Linked DNA regions of Gossypium arboreum: region 2 is linked to region 1. A link is a contact called in public Hi-C data. All regions are on one chromosome and are shown on one strand. Each heading gives the region's core, a stretch centred on a gene start, on an enhancer-like site or on the middle of the called end of the contact. The rest is flanking DNA. Distances are from core to core; before and after follow the strand shown. Region 1 holds the start of LOC108474529. Region 2 holds the start of LOC108464524 (60S acidic ribosomal protein P2A-like).

Region 1 (6,272 bases), core at 3,379-5,878:
ATGGATAGGGTTTTAAACATAAAAACCAATTTACTTTTTTATCTAACATGCAAAGACTAATTTATCCATTTCTTTAGTAGATGGGGTATAATGTAATTTATCTCTTTCTATAAGGGTCTCAATAATACTTTTACCAAACTTGAGTCGATTTGGTATGAAGTTTACCTCATCCAAGTCAAGTCCAAATTAACCCAGGCTAACGATATTAACAAAAAACCCAACTTTTGGACAAGTCCAATGGATCCATATTATTTTTATAAGGTTAATGCACTATTTAGGGCTTGGATTTGATAATTGTTCCCACATTAGGGCCTTAAACATTTTTTTATTCCTGAACTTGACAATCGTTCCGACATTGTGACTTAAAAATTTTTTGGGTCCAGCTTTTTGTTAAGGAAATATCAGGGACTAATTTGGACAAAAAAAGTTCAAGCCCTAACATGAGAATAATTTTCATGTTCAGAGGCTAACTTGGACTAAAAAAGTTTAGACCCCAATATGGAAAAGTCTTTAATTTCAGGGGCTAACTTGGATAAAAAAAGCTCAGGCCCCAATGTAGAAATAATTTTCAAGTTCAAATACTAACTTGGACAAAAAAATTTCAAGCCTCGAAAACAATTACCAAGTTTAAGACTAATTTGAATAAAAAAAAGTTCAAACCCCAATGTAGTATCAATTGTGAAGTTCAAGCATAAATGTTGCATTAAACCCATTTTATACTTTTAACATATAACTTTGACAAAGCAGTGTTTCGTATTTAAAAGTTTGAATCTTTCTAAAACTAAATACTTTTGTTTTTGTACGTGAAACTTTGATGGGTCTTACGTTTTTGCAATATTTGTATAGCAACTTTTACTTTTTTAAAGAGAGAAAAAAAGAAGTTATATATATATATATATATATATATATATATATTGCTTGATTTGTAGTAGTGTACCCATAAAAGAAAACTCAAAAAAAGCAAGCCAATGCAAACATTGGAGAAATAGGTTTCCCAAGTTATTACTACTCCTAATTATTTATCTACCTAGGTAGTCAAAAATCTAACAATGATCAATGTGTGCACCTTTGGATTTCCTTCCTTAGGACTTTGCTTTCACTCACTAATTTAAACCAAAATTAAAAGAAGAAACATTCTCTCTCGCCGATTGAGTCTTAGCTCGATTGATTGATATGAGTATTGTTGCCAACGCAGAAAGACGTGAATTTGAGTGTACTAAAATATATTATCTTCGTATTTATAGGTTAGAAAAGGGTTATGGACACTTATAGATATTATCTCAAAAAAATAGATATAATCAAAATCTATAATAAAATTATTCAAAAAAAAAACATTCTCTCAATATGAACCTTTAAAAGGAAAAAAAAATAGTGCTAATCCATTATTTTCTCCTTTATCAAAATGATTAGTGATGTTTTAATTTTGGACTCATTCTTTTAAATACATATATTTATGAAATATATTCTTAGAAGAATAAAAGATATAATCTTTATATATATATATATATATGAAAAAATTGAAAATTTGCCTCACAAAATCCTGGGTTTGAATTATCATTGCAGCTTTCGAATTTCAAATTTTAAATATATTTGTGTTTAATACTCAATCAAATCCAAATAACATATTAGTAGAAGTCATTGCTTTCCTTTATATAAATTATTTCAATCTATACTTGGATAAAGTTTTAAATTTAATTTCACAGTTTTTTCAATTTTAAAAATCTAATTCAACCATTGATGTCCATCAAAATTTGCTACCATTACATACCAACTCAGTATATAAATTTGATAGAAGTAGATTTAGAGGAAATATACTAATAATATTAATGAAAAAATAAAAATTTTAAATTGAATAAAATGTAAAATTTAAACCGAAATATAAACACCATATAAAAAAAAAATCTTTACTTACCAACCACAACAAATTCAATAGGAAAAGTTGAAGGAGGTGTCTTGAAGGAAAACTCAGGACCATATCCACCACACTTATAGTAATACATTGTTGATGGCTCCAATGGTCCAATCTTAACATGATGTATTTTTTCTGAACTGTAAAAGAAGTATCGATATCGAGTACTATCTCCCTCAATAATATTATTGTATTTCCCAGAAATCTTCCCATATTCTACTATTGATGGCACGTCTTTATCTTCTGTTATCCAAGTCACCCTCATGTAATCTTTGCCCGCAAAAGAAATATGTGCCTGAAAAAGGAAGATGAAAAATATTAATACATGAAAAGACGTGAGAAAATAATGAATAATAGACAATATCAACCTGTTGAGGGTCGGATTTGGATCGACGATGTGGAGTATCGATTAATTGTCGAGGAGGATATCGAATATAATGGATTTGTAATGTGTACGTGGTTTGAGAGATGAAGAAGATCATTGTTAAAAGGAGATGCAAGGAATGCTTAGGCCATGGTATTGCCATAATCTTTTAGTTGTTTAAGGTAGGATGTTCCTGAATTGGAGTCTTCAGATTTATTTATAACAAGGAATCTTTGAGCTGGTTATATATACATATATATATATATATATAATATACATACATACATATATATAATATGTTTGTATGTATAAGATTTAGATGGCGTCAAGTAAACCAATTGGAAAATTTCTCAATATACTTGCAGCAAATGACAAGTGTAGAGCCGGTTCTTTAACTTTGATTGTTTGTATGTATATATAAAATATGTATATCTAGACAACTGCCTGAAGAAGGGATACGACATGGTCACCAAACATGCAATTCAAGAAGCTGTTCAAACATGAAGAGAAACTTCATATACAGGGACAAATAAGGTCCCAATACATACAAACGTATTTAAATATCAAATTTTTAGTACTAGTTTAAATCTATATATAAACGTAAAAATTATTTTATTTTATTTTATTTTTCATTATTCTATCATGCGAAAAAAGTTATATTTTCATTATAAAAATCACAGATTAAATTAGTCTTTTTACTATTTAATGTATTTTGAATTAGCAGAGTAGCTTCTAAAAGCTTCACCTTTATTCTTTGTTTTTAAGCCCCCCCTGTCTTTCTACATGTCTAAACTTGTCTTCTTTATCTGTTTTTTTCCCCTTTTAATTACTTTCGGCCCCTTCTTTTATACCAACTGGAACCATCATTCTACTTGAATACAAAGCAAAAAAGAACAAATCTATGTCTAAGAGTAACATAAGCACATGTAGTAGTAATTCCAACATGTTCAATCTGCAGTCGACCTTGTAATAACCTTTATCCCTTTCTTTCATGTATAGGCCAGCCGAAAGAGTCCTGGGCAGCTATTGCCCTAATTATAATCCCCTATATATAGACCATATAGGGTTGCTCCTACAAAATATTACTCACAAAACAAGTATCATTTGCCATCATCCACCTGCTTGTTTCTCCACTAATAAGATAACCAGTTTTATATTAGTGATCTTTAATGCCATGCGTACGTAAATACATACATATAATTTGTGTCAATTACAGTGGTTTCTTTTATCCTAAAACCCCATTGGTTTTTTAACTGGGTTTCAGGGGGGCATTACAGGCAAGTTGAAGGAAGTTTGGATAGTCATGGAAAAGCTGAACTTAGAGCTATACATGAAGAACTGTTACATACTGAAACAGAATGAGAGGTTGAGGAAGAAAGCAAAGCTTCTCAACGAGGAGAATCAAGCGCTATTATCTGAGCTTAACCAAAAATTCTCCAACCCCACCTACTCTAAGCCAAAAAATTCAGCCATTACCATTACTGACCACCTCAACCTCAGCTTCAATTCTAACCCAAGTTCTTCCTATTATAACAGTGGCGAACCTATAGACATCAAGACCCCAGATATGGACCCAAGTTCTTCCTATTTCCATCATTTTTGTCATATAGTATTATCATTGTTCTCTCTTTAATTGGATAATGGATCCATTAATGTTGATAGTTTACAGGGGGAAAAAACAAACTTAATGGTTCAGAATCACTACGAGTTACTAGTGAGTTTCATTAAATTATCATAGAACACTATATTCTGGACTAACAACTCAACTATCTTCATGCATAGATTTGAAAATTGAGACGATACCGAAAAAGTATTAATCAGACATAATTTGAAAGTACAGCTTCTTCATGGCTCTTTCTCAGAAATCGAGTTTTCAAATTGAAAAAAAACATCGCCGTTGCCGGGGATCGAACCCGGGTCACCCGCGTGACAGGCGGGAATACTTACCACTATACTACAACGACCTTGTTGCTTTTGAAAAGAAGTATATATCTTTTGGTAAATAAATTAAGAGTTTAGGAACTCTTTATTTAAGTAAAAAAATTTTCACATAATTCCATCGAACGCTTACCTCTAGAGATAAAATTATTTAGAGTGGTAACCACGAATCCCGAATACAAACCGTAAAATGAATATGAAAAATATATAAAGAAAAAGAAAGAATAGTAATATCCCATTTAATACGTTGACAATGTACGCTTACTTTCTAACACTACTTGTTTAGTCTAAAAACTTTACTCGTTGCATAGTAAATATTTTCTCATATTTAATATGTTTTTATAATTAAAATTTAATAAACATTTTATTAAATTACCCAAAACTCGGCAAGTCGGGCCGGGTCTAATCAGCGCCCAATAAATTCCATTAACAAGCTTAAAAGTTGGAAACACAAAAAGATTCCACGGAAAAAAATTAGTAATTTCTAGATACCCACAAAACAAGTCTTTGTAGCTTTAACAAGAAATGGCGAAAGAATTCACGGTGCCGCCGGTGGTCTTCCCCTCCGGCGGCGGAGTCAACCCTTCCGTCGGAAACATCAACCAACGCCGGGTACCCACTGCGCCATTCCAACCCTCACGCCCTCCTTCCTCCTCTTCCGCTTTACCCTTCATGTCTTTTGATATGGGTTCGGCCACATCGTCGTCGGTATCCTTAGGCGGTTCAATCTCCTCCTCCGCAGCAACCGGATCCGCTTCATTCGAAGACGAAGAGCCCCTTCTCGATGAACTCGGTATCCACCCGGATCAAATCTGGTACAAGACCAGATCCATCCTCAACCCTCTCCGGGTGAACCCGACGGCCCATAAAGACTCCGACTTATCAGGCCCTATCTTTCTCTACTTATCCCTCTGCTTATTCCAACTCCTCGCTGGCAAGATCCAATTCGGCGTCATCCTTGGCTGGATCGTCGTCTCCTCGATTTTCCTCTATGTCGTTTTCAATATGTTAGCGGGTCGCAACGGCAACCTAGATCTTCATACGTGTACGAGCGTGGTTGGTTATTGTATGTTACCGGTGGTGATCTTCTCTGCAGCATCGCTTTTTATTCCCCAGGGGACTAGCGTTGCTAGGTACGCCGTGGCGGGGATTTTCGTTGTTTGGGCCACTAGGGCTTGCACCAATTTAATGGTGGCACTTGCTGATGGAGGTGAAGAACATCGCGGCCTTATATCGTACGCTTGTTTCTTAATCTACACTTTGTTTTCGCTTCTTGTTATATTTTAATTGAAGTACAATTTGCTTGTATCTAGGGTTAGGTTCTTTTAGTGGATACTAATTGCTATGTATTCTAAAGAGGTTTTCTTTTTTTTCTCTTTTTTGGTTGAATTTTGATATCTACAATGTTGAACAGAACTGAAATTTCATAGAAATTTGCCTTTTTAGCTCAAAGTTATTACTCGGTTTGTATTGAGCTCTTTTTCACTTGACATGGATATCTATATGATCTTTCAAATGTATCCTAATTTTTTTAGAAAAAATTATTGAGCATATTTGTGTTTGACATGAACCCGAATCCCAAATCCGACTAATATAGAAAAATATAAACTTGTTTGAGGACTTGAAATAGGCTTTTACTTTCTTCATTATTATTCGATCACGTGAATTTTGGATTTAATTCATGATCAAGCTCCCCGAATCCTGAGCCTGAGTAAGATAGAAGAAGATAAACTTGTTTGAGGACGTGAAATGGGAATTTACCTTCTTCATTATCACCTATTTGCATGAATATTTGATTTATTCATGATCTAGCTATTTGCATGGTTCCGTTTTATCGAGTACAAACATGTACCCTAATCACAAATCCACTTAAGGTAGAAGAAGATAAACTTGTTTGAGGACTTGCAATAGGCTTTTCCCTTTTTCATTGTCATCTCTCCGCATGACTATTAGATTTAATTCATTATCAAGCTATCCGGATGGTTCTGTTTTATTGAGTAGAAACACGGACTTGAATTATGGGTCCACATAAGATAAGATAAACTTGTTTGAGGGCTTGAA
Region 2 (6,156 bases), core at 786-3,285, 260 kb before region 1:
GTAATTTATAACACAAATTAAATCTATAATAATATATAATATTATAATATTAAATTATTAAATATTAGATTAAAAATAATATAAATATTAAAAAGCACACCCTCTAGAATTTTCCAACACTACATATCATCCAAACATGACTGTTTCTGTGTTGGACATATTAGACCATGAATATGAACAAATTTGATCACCAAATAAATATGAAAAAATTTTATAAGTTGGGACATATCAATGAATATTGTAGCATATTTGTTCATCCCAATATATATATGAAAAAGACTCGCAAAAAAAATTGCCATGAGATTCAAGAAAATCATCATAATAGACTATGGAAAATTCATTGCAACATTAAGTTTAAGCAAAAACATATGCCATTGTTCATCGAATCCCCGAATTGAAAACGAAAATAACGAAATTTTAGAATCTAAACTGGCCTTAAATTTGAAAAAAAAAAGAAGAGAATTTCTGCAAAATACCAACTCTTTAATCAAAGAGACTGAATCCCATATCCTGCAAGAAATTGAACAAAACAAAAGTTAATTAGAACAAAAGTTAATTGAACAAAACATGTAATTGAGGTTAGGAGTGCTATTACATCATCGGATTCTTCTTTCTCTTCAGCTTTCTCTTCTTTTTTAGCCTCGGCTGCAGCTGGAGCTGCAGCGGCACCGGCACCAGGAGCAGCAGCTGCAACAGCAACACCACCACCACCAGATGGAACGGAGGCAAGCTTTTCCCTCCCGGATGCAATAAGCTCTGTTATATCTTTGCCCTTGACCTCAGATAAAAGAAGTTGAATCCTTTCATCTTCAGCTTCAGCACCAACTGTAAACAAAATCATATTTATGTAAATCTTTTGAAACACTGTCTATATACAGAATTGTTATATCCTTGTTTGATGGACAAAAAAGAAACATAGATAAGCAATGAAATTCACTCTACATCTTTGTTATCGGAATTGGCTAAATCAGAAATAGTTAAATGCTCAATTCGAGACTTAACCTTTTAGGATTGCTCGCATAAGGGTCAAACCTTTCAAAATGGTCATATAAGGGCTTTTCACGCAATTCAGCTAACAGCTAAATCAGATATTGATTGAAACAAAAAAGAAAACAATAAAGACAATTTGAAAACTGATATAGGACATTTGAAAAACCCTTATTTGAGGGCTTTCAAAACGGTTTGACTTTTCACTTGACCATTTTGAAAGGTTTGACCTTCATTTGAGCACTTCTGTAAATGTCAATTCAATCCCATTAATGTAATGACACCATTAGCATATAAATTAGTATAAGATTATTGAGTTTACCAACTTCAAATTTATTTATGAAACCAAAAAAGACTACCATATTGAATTATATAGAAGTAGCAAATTGCATTCTAGTATTCATTCATCGTACATTTCTCTAAACCAAACATGTTTTGAATTAAGGGGTTCAATATAGATGTGAAATCTCAAACCAATACACAAATACAGTACAAAGTTTATATTTTTATACGAAACCCACCTCATAATCAAATTGACATTCACAAAAAAACAGGTTACAACACAAGAAATCTAAACTTTTGGATCAAACCTATGAAAAAAGGTGCAAATACAATTTACAAACAAATGGATTACCAAGTGCAGAGATTGAAACAGATAAAAGGAAACATAGCAGTCAAATCAAAAAAAAAGAAGAAGAAGGTGAAAATAGTTTACCAGAGCCAAGAATGGCCTTAAGATCATCAGCTGAAGGGGAAGTGTTGCCTCCCAAAACAGCCAACAAATAAGCAGCAACAACCTTCATTCTCTCTCTCTTCTATATAATTTCTGTAAAGAAAAACAACAATTAAGTTACAACTATAAAGCCAATGGAGGAAAACGAAAGTTTAAGCAAAGGAGATGAAAGAGAAGAAGAGACAAACCAGGGGCGGCTATGGAAGAAACCCTGGGTTTTCAAATGGAAATAACAAAGGCCGTGACAAGCTTTATATGATATTTGCAAATTAGGGTTTTAGGCTTAAAAGAGAAAATAAGATTTTCAAAAAGGGTAAACTAAAAGAAATAGTCATTTATATATGTTTTAAATTATGTTTTAGTCATCAAACATTAATTTGTTACGAAATGATCATTAACGTTATTCATTTTCTATCATTTTTGGTAATTGAGTCATTAATGATGTAACAAAAAATTGATCGGGTAGGTGTTCATAAGTTGGGTCAAATTAAATTATGATATTAACACATTTTATACATACTTAAGCTTCACTGACCAAAATATGAGTTAAAAATTTGCCCAAACTCATCTATATTTATAATTGGTTAACATAAGTCTATTTTAGTCTCGTCTATATCATTTTTTAAAAATTTTAAAATATTTTCAATTTAATATTTTAATAAATTTTATATTTTTAGTTTATTAAAAATTAAATATACGCATCTTAAAAGTATTTTTTGATATTTACATTATAGTATTATATATTATTATAAATTTAGTTTTTATGTATTATAAATTATATAATAGATATAAATAACATACTATAATACATTAAAACATAGAATATGAGCTGGATTTGGGCCTTGAATGTTTGAGCTACAGTCTGAGTTTAACCTATATTTTGAATGAGCTTAGTTTTTTTTTCCAAGCCCGTTTTCAAACCTAATTTTTTTTTCCAAACTCTCGTAAATTTTAAGTAGACTTTCGAGCTTGGGCAGGTAACTAATTCATGAACAAGTTTAGTTAAATTGCCATTTCAAACGAAATTTTTAGGTCAAATTGTACCTCTAATCCCTATATTTTTTCTTTTGAGTAATTTAATTGTTTTCTTTTAACTTCCCTTTTTTTTTTCCAATTGATATCAACAAAATTTTTTCACTTTCTTTATTTCCCTCTATTTTTTTTTCTTTACAAAAGATTTGAGGAATGTTATACCTCCTAGTCCTCGAACACATTTTTTTGAGCATCCACCCATCGTAGACATCAAATACTCCTCAAATAACCCTTTGAGGGCAACTTCTAGCATATACTCCTCAACTACACACCCAAGTGGACCCCACACATTAACCATCACTACTAACACCAACTTTCATATCCTATTTGAAGTGCTTAATAATGTGTCCAATCGTCACCCTATCTAGACCTATAGTGGCATACTACTTGGGTAACTTGACTTGGGCTCACTCATGGAAAGACAACACATGACACTTCAGAATCATTGTTAAGGGTATATAAACCTTTAGTCCATACTGAAAATGGGATATTCTCTATCTCTCTGATAGGGAATAGAGTGGAAAAAGAATTGTATTCAAATTGTTCGACTTGAGAAAAAAAGATTAAAATCTGACTTGTAAAAAAGAAATAAACAAATTTAGAAATAAAGAAAATAAAAACACTAAAAGAAGAAATTTGAGAACAAGTAATAAATAAAATAATAAATAAAAAAATTAGAAAAAAAAATAAAGTAGAAAATGTATCACACTCTATCTCTCCGGCTCTCCACCTTACCTTAAGCAAAGTAAACCACCCAACATCACTGTTTATAAACTTGGTTTATTGATTATTATTATTTTAAACCATCCACAAATTATAGTAAATTATTCAAACACAATTAATAAAACTAAACCTATATACAATTTCTAAAAATTAAAATTCAATACAAAATTTAATTCATATAAAGAAGTAAAAAAAAGTAAAATTTTAAACGAATATCTATCTTTGCACCTTTATGAGCATGAACTTCTCTCGATTGCGTTTCCTCTTTGTTATGTTCTTTGATTTGATGAATGTTCAAATATGCCACTTGTCGAAGCTATTTTTTTGGAAGACGGGAATCGATTTTGTTTGAAAATAAAAATTAAAAAGAGAGTCGTCACCGATCTTTATTGGGTATGATCGGATCACCTTTACTTTAATAAAATGTTTTAGTTTATTAAAACGGTGTTTTTGGTCTACGAAACTCGAGAGAACAGGTTCGGGAGTTGGTTACGTGCGAGGAAGGATTATCACCCTCGTCACGCCCAAAATTGGTACCGGGTTGTTAGTTAGTATCTTAATGTCGAAAGTTGAAAATCGGGAACGGATTTAAAATACGATCGTTTTTATTAACGTCAATTTTAAAAATACTTGAATTAAATCAAAATAATTGCTAAAGATTTCTTCGTCTCGAGATATCGGAGTATCACATCCCGTAAGTTAGGACGCGATACCATGAACTCCCGAGCACAAGTTTGTCTTTAATTTTAATTGAAATTTCATGTGTTTTGGAACTTAAAAGGATATTTGGCCATTTAGGTTTAACGAGAAAACTGAAACCCCATAAGTTAGGGCACGATTCCTCGAATTTCCTAAAACACGAAATATTACCTTATTTAGAAAATTTTCTTTTTTGAAATATAGCGAGTATGACACTTCGCAATGTGAGTTTATTTTGTTTGGAGAAAAATGAAATAATCTATATTGGATAAATACATTAGAGCCAAATTCACGATGCGATGACATGAAATAAAAATATAGTAATGAGCATGGAACAATGATACATGAATACAATATTATACAAGTGAGTGACAATGAGATGGAAATACGAATAAAAGAATTATAATACATATAATGGCAATAATCACGTAATGATGTCACTTAAATTCCAATATTAACAATCAAGAAAATGAAATAAATAAAATAATATAAAACAATTTCAAGTAAATAATAGTTTAAAATAAATAGTGTATAAGAACAATTGAAAACGAATAAAAAAGTCTCAAATAAATAATATAAATATAAAAATTTAAAGTGAATAATAATAAAACAATTTGAAATAAACAATATATAAATTTTTTAAAATAAATGACATATAAAATAATTTGAACTACATAATATATATAAAAATTTAAAATATATAATATGTAAAAACTTAAAATAAATAGTATATATATAAAACATAAAATAAATAAATTATAAAATAATTTAAGATAATATGCAATAAAACCGTTTAAAGTAACTAGTTTTAAAAATATATATATGTACATAACTTAAAATAATATACAATAAAACAATTTGAAATGAATCCTATAAATCAATTTTAAATAAATGATACATAAAATAGTTTAAGAGAACTAATATGTAAAAAAATCTAAAATAAATAATGTATAAAACTATTTAAAATAAAGTGTAGAGGCCTAATTTAGCCCGAGCCTATAAACCCAAAATAAAAAAAACAAAAATAAGTAAAAATCTAAATATCATTAACAGCCCACAAGTCCATTCTACCCTAGCCCAAAAAATTCAAAGCCCAAATAGCTCAAAATATTTTAGAAAAAGAAACTAGGGCTTCCCTTGCACTGCAGCTGGCCTCCCAACCCTCGTACAGCCTCCAGCGCGCCTCTGTACGGCCTTCACGGACCACCACAAGCCACGTCGCTTCCTCCGTACGCCTTAGCTGGCCTTGTACCTGCGAAACATGAAAAAATGGCAGCAGAGCACAATAGCAGAAGAAGAAAAAGAGACAAAAAATGTTGTATTGTTTCTATTTTTCGGCTATAAAGCCATCTTTTCAATTGTATTAAAGGGGGACGAAAAAAAAAAAAGAAATCAATTAAAAAACAGTTTACCAAAGGTGATTCGCATTTTTTTCTCTGTTCTTATTCTTTTTTTTACTTTATTTTGAATCTACTTGACGAATCTAAAAAAGGGAGTTTATTTACTTTTTTGGTGTCGATTTAGTTGACGTTGGCTCCTCCGGTCTGAAGGTTGACAGATCCTTGTGGGTCTGGCTGAAACCGCGAATGTGGTGGAGGAGTATTATGAGTCGGCCAAGGTGAAGAATATGAGGAAAAGAAGGGTTAGGAATTTCGGGGGTTTTTGGTTAGAAAAATGGTTTTGTAAGCTTTTAAAATATAAATGTATAATAAAAGCTGTATTAAATTTAAAGTGATGCAATTAAGAGGGTGGAAACCCGCGTGTTGACCTGCTCATTAGGCTGAAATTGCGCATTTCCACCTTAAAGGGGGAATTTGCGCAGAAAGTCCCTCCCATTTGCACCACCTTTAATTTAATACTATTCCATTTCTTTCATTTTTGCCCTGAACTTTGCGGGCCACTCCAATTTAGTCCCCGCTTGAGTGCTGTTTTTTTGGGGGTTGGGAACATTGGCACTTTTAGCCCTTGTGCATTCATGCGCA

Evidence for each region. Hi-C and Micro-C count contacts between places; a contact is called where the count stands out from the background.
Region 2: a contact with region 1 is called in a Hi-C map of leaf, with 4 times the contacts expected there. The contact joins the promoter of LOC108464524 here to the promoter of LOC108474529 in region 1. A contact is called at or near these places in 2 of 5 Hi-C or Micro-C datasets (both in leaf).

Annotation. Positions count from the first base shown.
Region 1 is chr2:112,316,245-112,322,516 of ASM2569848v2, reverse strand. It overlaps LOC108474529, which reads left to right and starts at 4,628. Exons shown (of 1, transcript XM_017776478.2): 1 at 4,628-5,663. The coding sequence starts at 4,737. The coding sequence ends at 5,498. TRNAD-GUC (transfer RNA aspartic acid (anticodon GUC)) reads right to left here and starts at 4,237; the gene lies at 4,166-4,237. It overlaps LOC108475168 (purple acid phosphatase 22-like), which reads right to left and starts at 2,511. Exons shown (of 3, transcript XM_053021693.1): 1 at 2,278-2,511; 2 at 1,913-2,204. The coding sequence starts at 2,436.
Region 2 is chr2:112,575,997-112,582,152 of ASM2569848v2, reverse strand. LOC108464524 (60S acidic ribosomal protein P2A-like) reads right to left here and starts at 2,035. Exons shown (of 4, transcript XM_017764873.2): 1 at 1,909-2,035; 2 at 1,703-1,813; 3 at 596-825; 4 at 304-510. The coding sequence starts at 1,790. The coding sequence ends at 484.